Linked DNA regions of Canis lupus: region 2 is linked to region 1. The links are chromatin contacts, called in public Hi-C maps. All regions are on one chromosome and are shown on one strand. Each heading gives the region's core, a stretch centred on a gene start, on an enhancer-like site or on the middle of the called end of the contact. The rest is flanking DNA. Distances are from core to core; before and after follow the strand shown.

Evidence for each region. Hi-C and Micro-C count contacts between places; a contact is called where the count stands out from the background.
Region 2: a contact with region 1 is called in a Hi-C map of blood, with 2.5 times the contacts expected there. The contact joins the promoter of FAHD2A here to the enhancer-like site in region 1. A contact is called at or near these places in 2 of 9 Hi-C or Micro-C datasets (amygdala and blood).

What each region holds. Positions count from the first base shown.
Region 1 is chr17:34,729,260-34,735,091 of UU_Cfam_GSD_1.0, reverse strand. It overlaps STARD7 (stAR-related lipid transfer protein 7, mitochondrial), which reads right to left. Exons shown (of 9, transcript XM_038561379.1): 7 at 5,512-5,596; 8 at 4,515-4,664. Among named protein-coding and RNA genes, the nearest start is that of STARD7, 22 kb to the right of the region's middle. Within about 2 kb of position 3,466, at least 2 of the 20 cell types and tissues checked have an H3K27ac peak or open chromatin away from gene starts, as enhancers often do. A contact at or near this core is called in blood, where this site is marked.
Region 2 is chr17:34,878,968-34,884,799 of UU_Cfam_GSD_1.0, reverse strand. It overlaps FAHD2A (fumarylacetoacetate hydrolase domain-containing protein 2A), which reads left to right and starts at 2,436. Exons shown (of 8, transcript XM_038561396.1): 1 at 2,436-2,596; 2 at 5,212-5,480. The coding sequence starts at 5,239.

The DNA of each region.
Region 1 (5,832 bases), core at 2,217-4,716:
CATGTGTCATGGCAGTGGTATATATCCCGAAGTTTCTAGGGAAAAAACACTTATGTTTCTGATACTCATAGAAAAAGCACCACTAATTAGCAATTGGATGTGGAGCTAGCACGTAAGAAGGAGGCTTAAACCATATAAAATTTAACAAGAATGGATAAAAAGAAAACCTATGTTCCAGGGTTCCAAGTCAATCACCCTGGGAAGGAATCTAGCATGACAGTACTTATGAGAAACCTAAGTGTGAAGACATGCTGCTAGGAGTCTTTGGAGAGGTCAAAGCTAGATCTGCATCCTGGCTGTTACTTCCTGTATGGCCCTGAGCAAGAGAATTCCTTAATATCTGATACCATTTCCTTGCTTATAAAACAAGGATAGCTACACTCACAGTGCTGTGATAGGATGAAATGAGGTCCTGCATGAAAGCATGAAGCATGGTGTCCAGCACAAGTGCTCAGTAATGGTGGCTATTATTAGCTGATCCCAAGCCCAACGTAAGCCAGCAGAGTGACAAGACTGGTGACAAATTATTAACACCTCAGTTTGTTTTCAAAGTGTACAGATTGAGATTGTAGCCTGTTTTAAAAATCTGATTGCATTAACATTCAATACTTACACCCTCACCAATTCTGATATAATCATTCTGGGGTGAGACCATGGCATGGGAGTTTTCAAAGCTCCCAGGTAGTCAAGTTTAAGAACCACTGCACTGCACCATACTACCAGAAGCACCCAAGAAGCTACAAACAGGCAGGCTACTGTTGACTTAGCTACTTAGCTACCAACACAATACAGGATACTGAATTGGATCCTGGATTGGGGGGGTGGGGGAGGGCAGTGTGCTGTTAAGTCATTTGGGGGACACCTGGGGAAATTTTAATATGGACTGAATTACTAAATATTAAAGGATGCCTGGGTGGTGTAGTCCATTAAGCATCTGACTCTTGGTATCAGCTCAGGTAGTGATCTCAGGGTTGTGAGATCGAGCCCTACATTGGGCTCCATACTCAGTGTGATCTGCTTAAAACGCTCTCCCTCTGCCCCTCCTGCTTGTACTCTCAAATAAATATAAATCATTTTTAAAAATTAGATATGCTATTTATGTGCTACTTAGTATGGTTACAAAGAAATCTTTATTATATCATAAAAAAGCATTAACATACACCTGTTCAGAGGGGAAATATCCTGATGTTTGCAACTTATTTTCAAAAGGTCATGAAAAGTACTCAGGCTACCATAACAAAATACCACAGACTGGATCACTTAAACATAACTTTATTTTTTACAGTTTTGGAGGCTGAAAGTCCAAGATCAAGATGCTGCCCAATTCTGTTCCTGGTGAAACACTGTCCCTGGCTTGCAATAGCTACCTGTTTCCTCACAATAGTAGAGGGAGAACAAGCAAACTTCTGGCATTTCTTCTAAGGGGACTAATCCCATCAGTGAGGGCTTCACTCTCACACCCTCATCTAAATCTAATCCCCTCCCAGAGGCCCCATCTCTAAAACTCACATTGGGCTTTAGGACTTCAGCATATGAATTTTAAGGAGACACAGTTCAGTCCACAGCAAAGTCTATTTATAAAGACAAAGCATACACTATAGCAAGTTTAACAACCAGCAAAGGTAGGGAAAGGGTATACAAGGTTTTATTATTACTTTCAATTTTTCGATATATATGAAATTTTTCAAAATAAAGAGTTGGAAGGACTTTTGAAGCTGCTGGTGACATGAAGCCTGGGAAAAGGTTAGGGTCACACGAGCACGGTCTTCAAAAATGTGAAGTATTATCCCATGAAAACATTTTCCTCGTGTCGCTCCAAAGACAGGGCTTGACCCACTTGACTCATGGGTAGATGCTGAGGTGACACATTTGGTTTCAATGTACAAAACTTCCTGAAAGAACTGTCCAACAATGGAAATGTTGCTCAGTAAGAACAGGTGCTTCTCAGTGGAAGTGTTAATACAGCGCCTAGAGAACCACACCAGGGATGTCACATGTAGGGGGCCTCTGCAACAGAGCAGAGGCCAGAACCACCAAGTTCCCAAATTTAAGATTATACAGATGCATGGGCACCCATAAACACACATCTAACAAGTAGTCTACAAGTAGAGATGGCTTTCCAGTGATCATCTTATAGAACAATCTAGAGAAAAGTGTTTTAACAGTTCAGGTGTACATTTGTATTCACCTACTGTTTCCCACAGGCAGAATCACACATAAACTCAAAACTTAGGTGATGCTCTAAAGTGTCTCTAACATATCAATTGCCTTGCAACAAACTGACACTCTAGCAAAACTGCCTTACCACCAAGCTAAGTGGGGTTTTAGCTCACCACCCTCCCTCTCCAGCCAGGGCCCTGGTCTGCCTCCTACACTAGACCTGGCATGCTCAAATCTTCTCCTTCTTTCCTTGCTCCAAGTTTCAGTGTCAGCAAAGCTCAAACACGGTTTCCTCAAGTTGATCCTTCTTTAAAAGCAAAGGATATGGGTTAGTAGATCAAGACAAGGAAGTAGAAATAGATGGTTTGCTTTCAGTTGCCAAACTGGTCACCTAGAAAGGGTTCATGGTCAAGGCAAGGTGGTTAGTTGTGTGTCAGCCCCTACCAAGGAAGACCACACCCTGCTACTTTCATGTGCCAGCCCTATGTAGAAATACTCTTCAACTTTCCGATCAGGAAGAAACAAGCAGCTCAATATACAAGATTTCCCACCATATGTCCAAAGACAAACACTCTTTTGTACCAATCTTTATATATTTATTCACACATTTGATAAAAATGTCACAGTTAGAAGTGAAATCATTACAATGACATAATAATTGTACAGACCGACTCCAAGTACAGAGTCGAGTTGCAAAAATCAGAACATGAGCAATACACAGCTCCTTAACGCCTGTGCATTCATACACTCTTGCCCACACCCATCCATACCCCAACAATCACAGGTATGTTCAGACATAACCCAGGAACTTTTCCCTGGCTTCTGTCAAGTCCTGGGGATGAGAAGAGAGAAATGATCAATGAAAAGCTGGGACTACTCAGCATATGTCTCTGTTCTGCCAATCACTGAGAGAAGGCAAGACACGAAACATGGGGGCAGTTATATCCTTGGCACAAAACTTAACAGGCAACAAAAATGTTGAGGGGTTTGAGTTAGTCTGAAGTTTAGATCCCCCTTTCAACACAAAAGGGTAGCAAGTGGGGAAAAAAGGGAAGAATCCATCCATTTACATTCTAGGGAAAAAAAGAGGTGGGAGTTATTTAAAACTTGATCCCTATTCTCCTGTCAGATTGCAGCAAAACCAAAGCAAAATCAGCCAGGCCAAACTGATACCATCTGATTGTGACTTTATCCCAACAGCATAGTTTGCTTTCATTTTAACTCTGAAAAGAGGAAGAAAAACTTTGCAGAGGAACAAGAGGTCACATAAACCACATCCCCATTATATTAGTATTTAGGGCAAGATTACATCTATCTGTTCACACGACTTGTCTACTGCTCTGAGAGCTCCAAGGGAGTGGCCCAACCCCCATTCCTCTGCCTTTAGCCTTCCAAGATGGACAAGTCTTCAGCATCCAGTCAAATCTGAAGTGTGAAAAATAATGCCTGAATCAAAACTGTGTTTTCTATACAGTGGGACTATGGAGAAATCCTATTCCACTTCCAATTCCTACTTTTTGACACAAAGGTTAAAAAAAAAAACCCTAAAGTGTGATGTTTTAAGTATCGCCACTAACTCTATCAAAACATTGATGACACCGAAAGCTACCACCTAAAAGGACTCATTTCCCAGTGTTCTTGGTGGATAAGCTAAGGAAGGAGGCGAGGCGATGATCCAAATATAGTGCATGAATACAGAACTGGCCAATGCAAAGGAAACTGCTTTGGGTAGGACGAGTCAATGGGGTGGTATTTGGGAGACACAGAGAAATTTCTTGGTACAAACTTGATGTCCCTAAAGACAGAAGCAGGGTGAGGACAAGGCACTTACACTGCCAAGCAACAGTTCACATCCATTCAACACTAGGACAGTTACCAAGAGCATTCCCAATGACCCCTCACTGGAGACTCAACCGGCCAACTGCACTTTCCAGTTGGACCTTCAGAACTGAAGGAAATCCCAAGTGCTGCAGAACCAATGGTGGGAACTGGAATGTTGGCAGAGGAAACTACTCAGAGGAAGCAAAAAGAAGTTGTCTTCTTCTGGCCTGAGGTGAGAGGCTTGTTCCAGATTAGCTCAGTGAAATACTGAATCGCAAAATGCTTGGCCTGAGAATATGACAACGCCCCCATGGATGCCTCCTTCTTCTGTTTTGATAAAGAGCAACAAGGGCTCTGAATGAAATTGGACACCAGTTACTGAGTTATCTTGCACTGGTGGTTACAGCAGACACCTTCTAATATGTGTTCCCATTCTGTAGCAGAAAAGGGACCAAGACAGGGCTAGAAGTAGCCTGTCCCTTCTTATCCCAAAGCCCTTCAAGCATACTCGATCCGGGCAGGGCCACAACTACCCTCATTTTTCCGCTCAGAAGACGGGGTGGTAGCCTTGGCTTCACTACTCGTTTCCAGAGGCTTGGACGAGATGTAGTCCTTTACTTTGATCTCCATGTTCTTGGCTTTCAAAGTGGCCATGTGCAGTTTCTCCAGGAAATCTGGCATGCCTGGTTGGAGAGAGGGAAATCTGGGTAGGCTAAAATATAAACCAAAAGTAGGCTCAAAATTAGAAGGCCCTATTTCTTTCATGGCAGGGAACCAATTCCTTCTTATAAAGATTACAACCTGATTGTCAACCTGTTGAGTGATAGTTGCCTCCCAAAATGTTTGGGGAGTGAAAAGAAGCCATGACCTCTGAGATCCTTTGTAAAGGGGTCCCAATCAAGCCACATAAATCCCAAAAGGCTTTTAGGTGATTAAAATCAGTTATCAGTAGCATAGCCTATTATTTGCCAATTTTACTTAAGTAAGTACCAAAGAGAAACACTTAATCTTCTCTCCATTCTCCTGAGGAATCAGAAGCTGTCTATAGAAAAGCAGAAGAAAATCATGTCAGGATGCTTTTTAAAGAAAGGAATTGGAAAGAAAAGATGGCAGTTATAGCTGTGATGTGTAGCCTTTCTCAAGACACGTGGTGGCCCCTTCTTCCCAATTACTGTCCTATAACGACCACATTTTCTACCCTAGATTTTATGGCCTCCAACACTATCTAAAAAAAGAAAAAATGTTAAATGCATTAATGTACACAGTCTGTGTTTGAGGAATTTAGCAAATGTTCTTCTTAAAACTCCCTTCTAGACACATGTTTTCTGGGACTCCCCAATTTTCATCCCTCCAAACCCCAGTTGGAGGCTTCACTATCTTCATAATATTCAAGAGACTTTGAAGGATGTTTAATTTCTCCAATAGTGTTCCCATGAGACAAGCACTAATCCTCTTGCTTGCCATTAAGAGCTAGAGAGAAACAAAGTGATCAACCCAGGTTCCAGGCCCTGTATACAAGTACCCACTCACCACTGGAAACCATCCAACTAACACAGTAGCGAGGAAACACAGTCTGGGGATTGTCACTGTATGTCAACAAGTAGTCAAAGCCATTCTGGAAAAGAAAAACAGCAAAAACAGTGATACTTGAATTACTCACCAGAGCTTCCACATCCAGTACCACAGAATAATCATGATCTCATTCTGGTGCCATTTTTTTACCCTGTGCAAGAGTTAATACTGAAAACTGCATAGGTCGCTATCTGTAGAAAGGCCAGCTTGCAAGGCTGACCCTCAGGTGGTGTTTGGGAATTTGGCTCCCAGAGTATTCCCAGTCGACAGTTAACTGGT
Region 2 (5,832 bases), core at 1,187-3,686, 150 kb before region 1:
CTCTCTCTCCCTCTGCCCCTTCACTTACTTGTACTAAACATACATACATACATACTTAAAAAAAAAAAAGATTGGTAGGAATGAGAATTCTCTCTTTGTTCCCAATTTTAGGGGGAGATTCAATTTTTCTTTTTTTTTTAATTTTTTTAAAACATTTTTATTTATTTATGACAGTCACAGAGAGAGAGAGAGAGGCAGGGACATAGGCAGAGGGAGAAGCAGGCTCCATGCACCGAGAGCCCGACGTGGGATTCGATCCCGGGTCTCCAGGATCGCGCCCTGGGCCAAAGGCAGGCGCCAAACCGCTGCACCACCCAGGGATCCCTCAATTTTTCACCATTACCTATGATGTTAACTGTAGGCTTTTTGTTAGATATTCCTTATTAGAATAAGGAATTCTCTGAGAGTATTTGTCATGAATGGGTGTTGAATTCTGTCAAATTTTTCTACATTAATATGACTTTGTGATTTTTTTTTAGCTTATTAATATGGTGGATCTATTGAGTAATTTTTAAATATTGAACATGCCTTGCATTCCTGGAATAAACTCTATTTGGTCACGGCAGAGAATTTTCTTTCTATATTACTGAATTATATTTGCTAATATTTTGTTAGGGACTTTGCATCTGCATTCATGGGAAATATTGGTTTGTAGTTTCCTTTTTTTTTTTTGGTACTGTCTTTGTTTTCTGATATTGGGTAATACTAGCTTCATAAAACGAATTGAGACATGTTCCTTCCTATTTTCTGAAATAGATTATGTAGAATTGGTGTGCATTCTTTAAACATTTGGTAGAATTCTCCAATGAAACAGTCTGGGACCGGATGTTTCTTTTTTAGGAGTTTTAAGTTGCAAATTCAATTTGCTTAATAGATACAGTGCTATCCAAATTATCTCTTTCATTTTGGGTGAATTGTGATGGGCTGTATTTCAAGGAACTGATCCATTTCGTTGAGGTTGTCAAATTTATGTATGTAGATTTGTTCATAGTATCCTCTTACTATCTTTTAGATGATGGTCTTTAATGACATCACCTGTGTCTTTCTTGTCCAGAAGCAGAAGTCCTTTCCTTGGCATTTGGAAGGTGTGGTCCTAAACCTTTGCCTAAGTTATGTATTCCCCTGTCGCCCTGTCTCCCTGATCCTTACATGATGGGTCCCCTGACTGGGGTTTATGCCAGGCTCTCTCTACCACAGTCTTCCTGATCAGATTTACCCTCATTTCTATCCATATGCAGACCTCTTCCTTCAAGCTAGACTAGAACCCTAAGTTCCTAGACCTGTGTCTCCAACTGCCTACCCTGCAGTGCTCCCTTGAATGTGTTACAGGCACATTAAATACAGCCCATCCAAAACTGAGTTCACCATCCTCTCCCCAGATCTGCTGCCCCTCTAGAACCCTAGTCTCCACGAATGGCAGTACCATTTCCTGGCCAGAGACCTAGGAATTGGCCTTGGACCTCCTCCCCCTTTCACACCTACTTCTTGTCATCATCATTGAGGGCTGTCAGTTGTACATTGTAAACATCTCTGGATTCTTACCATCTTTGCCACACACCAAGCCACCCACCTGCACCATTGCTGTCACCTGCATCACTCTTATCCGGACACTTTGCCTTAGAAGAGTGGCCAGAGCAAAAGTTCTCAAATGCACATCCAACCATGGCACACCCCGTGAGGTCTCCTGTGTACTTAGATAAGGCTCAGACTCCCTTTCTTGGGACAAGTAAAGCCCTGGATGATCTGGCCCATGGTTAAGTCTTGGGCATCTTGCCCAGATCCCTTTGTAAGTCTCCCTATGCCAGAGCCCCACAACCGTACTGGATTGTAACTGCCTGTTTAATTAAACAACACGTGCACTAGAATGCCTGTTCTTTGATTCTGGAGGTTATGCTTCCCACTCTCCTGCCCTAGGCCCAACACAGTGTATGTGAAGATAAGGCTGCTTGAAAATGGGAGTAAAGGTTGCACTTGGGGTCAAAATCGCTGGTTCCACTACTCACACTCCTCGTGCCACCTGGAGCAAAGCACTTCCGCCTCGGGTTTCCCATATGCAGAATGGGTGCAATCATTCTTCCTCTTTTCAGTGATATAATCAGAAAACAGATATTCGTCGCTGTGAACCAGGACGCCGTAATTTGGTCTCCTCCACCACCTTTTCCCAACAATCTAAATGGTGCGTGGCCCGAAGCAGGACCCAACGCAGGTGGCCGCAGATTTTCAGGAAGCACTCGCTGTCAGATCGCTGCAGGTGCAGGGAGCCTCAAGTGTCCGGGAATTTTGCCTCAGGCAAAGGCTGGCCCCACCTGCCCCAGCTCCGCCCAGACGCCTGAGGAAACCCCAGAGAGACCGGCCGCCCTCAGGCGCGAGGCCCGCCCCCTCCCTGACTTGGCTTCCGGGGCAGAGCGAGGCGCCCTGCTATTGGCTGTTGCTCTCTGGCGTCACCAGGGAGCGCCCGCCCGTGCGAAAGTGTCTGAGCAGCCGCTGGGCGCAGTCGCCGTGCAGGTGTGCAGGCGCCTGCTGACCTTTGCCCCCAACCCCGTGAGCCCAAACCCGACAGCTCGGGGCGCTTGGCAAGACCGGCCGCCGCGGCCAGGTAGGTTGCGGGTGTGGGCCGGGCCGGGTCTCAGCCTCCCTCCCCGTCTGCCGCTGCGGTGGGCACGGGCCCCGGATCCTGGGCCGCTGCAGATAGATTACAGGGACGGGGTGGGCCCTCGTGAGGTCCCGCTGAGCGCCGGGGACTGAGCTGGGGGACTGGGGCAGGGGGCCGAGCAAACGTGGTGGAACGTGCCGCCCCATGTCTCAGACTGCGAGGCTTGTGTGTTTCTGCCTGGAATCTCTGCCTCTTTGCCTAAGGACCCTTTTCTAAGAGTTGAATTGGGCTCGTGCTCTGTTGCACGGTGGTAATTACCGCAAAAGCACCAGAGCCACTTTCTAATTAGTACTTTGGCAGATGATTTCTTTAAGCTTCATTCCTGCTTCTGTAAAATGGGACGTTGTACCAGAGGGGATTGCTATCGGGCAGAATGAGAACCTGACCGTACCTGTCATGTGGGAAGGGCATAGTCCGCGGGGCCTGGGGTAATCTTGGAGAGCAGGTGACCAGCCTTATCCCTGAAGCAGCAGCCAGCCTGTGACCACATTTTCCCCCGCTGACAGCAGACAAGGTGTCCATGGGCCTCTAGATGTGTTGGAGGTCCAACCCCCACCACCTCTTGAATACTTTAGCCCAAGCCAAGAATTTCAGTGTCACCTGCACTTGGATTCAAGTCCCGGGTCTTTTCTCTCCTAGGGAACTTGGACAAATCCCTTCATCTTTCTAAGCCTGTTTTTTTCATCTGAAGTGGGGCTAACAGTACCTACCTTCCACAATTGTCAAGAGAATCTAATCAGGCATTGTAGGTAAAGCACTTAAAATAAGACCTGGCATTCATTGAGAGCAGTAACTATTTCATCAGTGTGTGGAGCGTCTGCATGCATTTTGGTTTTAACAGATTTTTTTGACAGCATGGTTGTATAAGACAGGAGGGTGGAAATTTCAAAGCTCCTGGTTTTCTGGTTGAACTCCTTGGCCACTGCAGTGGTCAGATCAGTGACTTGGGTCTAATGAGTCTTTAACTGAACATGGCAAGTTGAACCATCAGGTGAGGACCAGGAATCTGGGACTACCTCCACGTGCCTGAGCATAAAGGGCTACTTTTTAAAGCAAGACCATGCAGGGCAGGGACTGTTTGGAATGAAGGACAAACTTAAAAACAAGAGGGACGCTTGGGTGGCTCAGTGGTTGAGTATCTGCCTTTGGCTCCTGGGATCAAGTCCTGTATCGGGCTCCCTGCAGGGAGCCTGCTTCTCCCTCTGCCTATGTCTCTGCCTCTCTGTGTGTCTCTCATGAATAAATAAATAAAATCTTAAAAAAAAACAAACAAACAAGAGAATGGGGTTTGTCTTTGAGTAAAGCCTATAACTCAAAACAGGACCTGAGCCCTGTTGATACCTTCTAAGTGATTTGAGAAGGGAAGACACAGCCATGTTGACAATCACCAAGCTTTCCTAAGTAGTGAAAAGTCAATGCAGACTTCTCACATTTGCTCATTCAGCAGAGTGTAGTGTAAGGCCTTCTGTGTGCCAGGTACAGTGCTGGGCACCGTGGACTCAGCAGTGAAAGAGACAGATGTAGTCCCAGAACCCAGAGAGGAGACAGCCCAGTGATGCCTATCAGGCTTATAGGTCCTGCTCTTTGCCTACAGCCTCTTCCCTCAGGTAGCCTGAACTTCAGCAGGAGAAACTAAATAATTACTGTCTGGAGAGGTTGGTGTGGGCTGCTTCTAGAAGGCTAGGATAGCCTGGTAGGGGTTTGGACTTGGTAATGTGAGCAGTAGAAAGCATTTTCAGTAGAGGGGTTATAGGATCAAACTGGCATTTTTATGCCAGTGGGGGTGCCTGGGTGGCTCAGTTGGTTAAGTGTCTGCCTTTGGCTCAGGTCATGATCTCAAGGTCCTGGGATCAGCCCTGCATCGGGGTCCCTGCTCAGCAGAGATTGTACTTCTTCCTCTCCCTCTGCTCCTCCCCCTGCCCGCGCACACATGCATTCTCTCTCTCTGAAATAAAATCTCAAATAGATAAATAATAGATAAATGCATGTACGCATGCCTATGAAAGCTGTGAAGCCAGTTTCACCAGTGGTCACTTGTCCATGCAGGGCCCTACTCTTAGCTAATTTCTAGTCCTGCGTATTTTAGCTCAGCACAACACAACTTCCTCGGAGAAACTAGACAAAGGCAGGATACTTTATCTTCACAGCAGCAGTCCCAGTTGTTGGGTCTTACTTATGACATCAGTTGTTCACATCAGTCTCTCCTGAAAGCAGGATGGCAGAGCCGAGGGTGTCTGATCTCTAGTTTGCCCAGTGCCTTGGTGGTGCCAGGTACAGTGTAAGCCTTCAGAAAGCACTGGTTGAAGGAATGCTGGAATCCCTGCCATCTAGATTAATGCCTGGCATGAAGTAGTCCTCTAGAAATGTTTCATTCCACACATTGAATTGAGCAAAAAATCACATTATAAAGTGTAACAGGGTGAAACAACTAATAAATGTGGACCACTTCCAGGAGTGTGCTGTGTCAGGCAGGGATGGCTGATGAGGCCAAAGGGCTTGGGCTGCAGCTCAGAGAACTATGGATCCTGCTGGTGGTTTCAGTGTCCTCTGTCCCCTAGGACCCACGTTTTTCTTCATAGGTTCTGATGCTGGTCTCCTGTAGAAAGTTGCTCACAACTCTGCTGCAGGCGCAGAAGTGGCCCTTTCAACCCTCCAGAAATATGAGACTGGTACAGTTCCAAGCACCCCACCTGTTGGGACCTCACCTGGGCTTGGAGTCAGGGAATGGCGGGGGGGTCATCAATCTCAACACCTTTGACCCCACACTGCCCAAGACGATGATGGAGTTCCTGGAGCAGGGAGAGGCTACTCTCTCAGTGGCAAGAAGGTAAATCAGCAGGCAGCATAGCCCTACAATGGCTGCCGTGCTACCCCTCCCCCTTCCCACCCCTATTCCTGCCCTGGGAAACAACCACTCTTTTGCAAGTGAGGAAGGTAACCCTACCTTTCCTTTCTCACCTATTCTCTTAGTGAAGAGCCTTAGAAATCTTGTATGACATCCTCAGGCCCAGGGATGGTGATTAACTATCTCAAGGCCAGACGTTCAGTGGTGGAGCCAGAACTCTCCTTTGTCACACTGCCTTCCCCAGGGGATTAAGTTCCTGTCTACCTGAGGAGTCTGGGACCTGGGCTCCCAGGAGGCATCTTGGGAAGCTTGAGGGAGTCTTTGAACGCTTGGC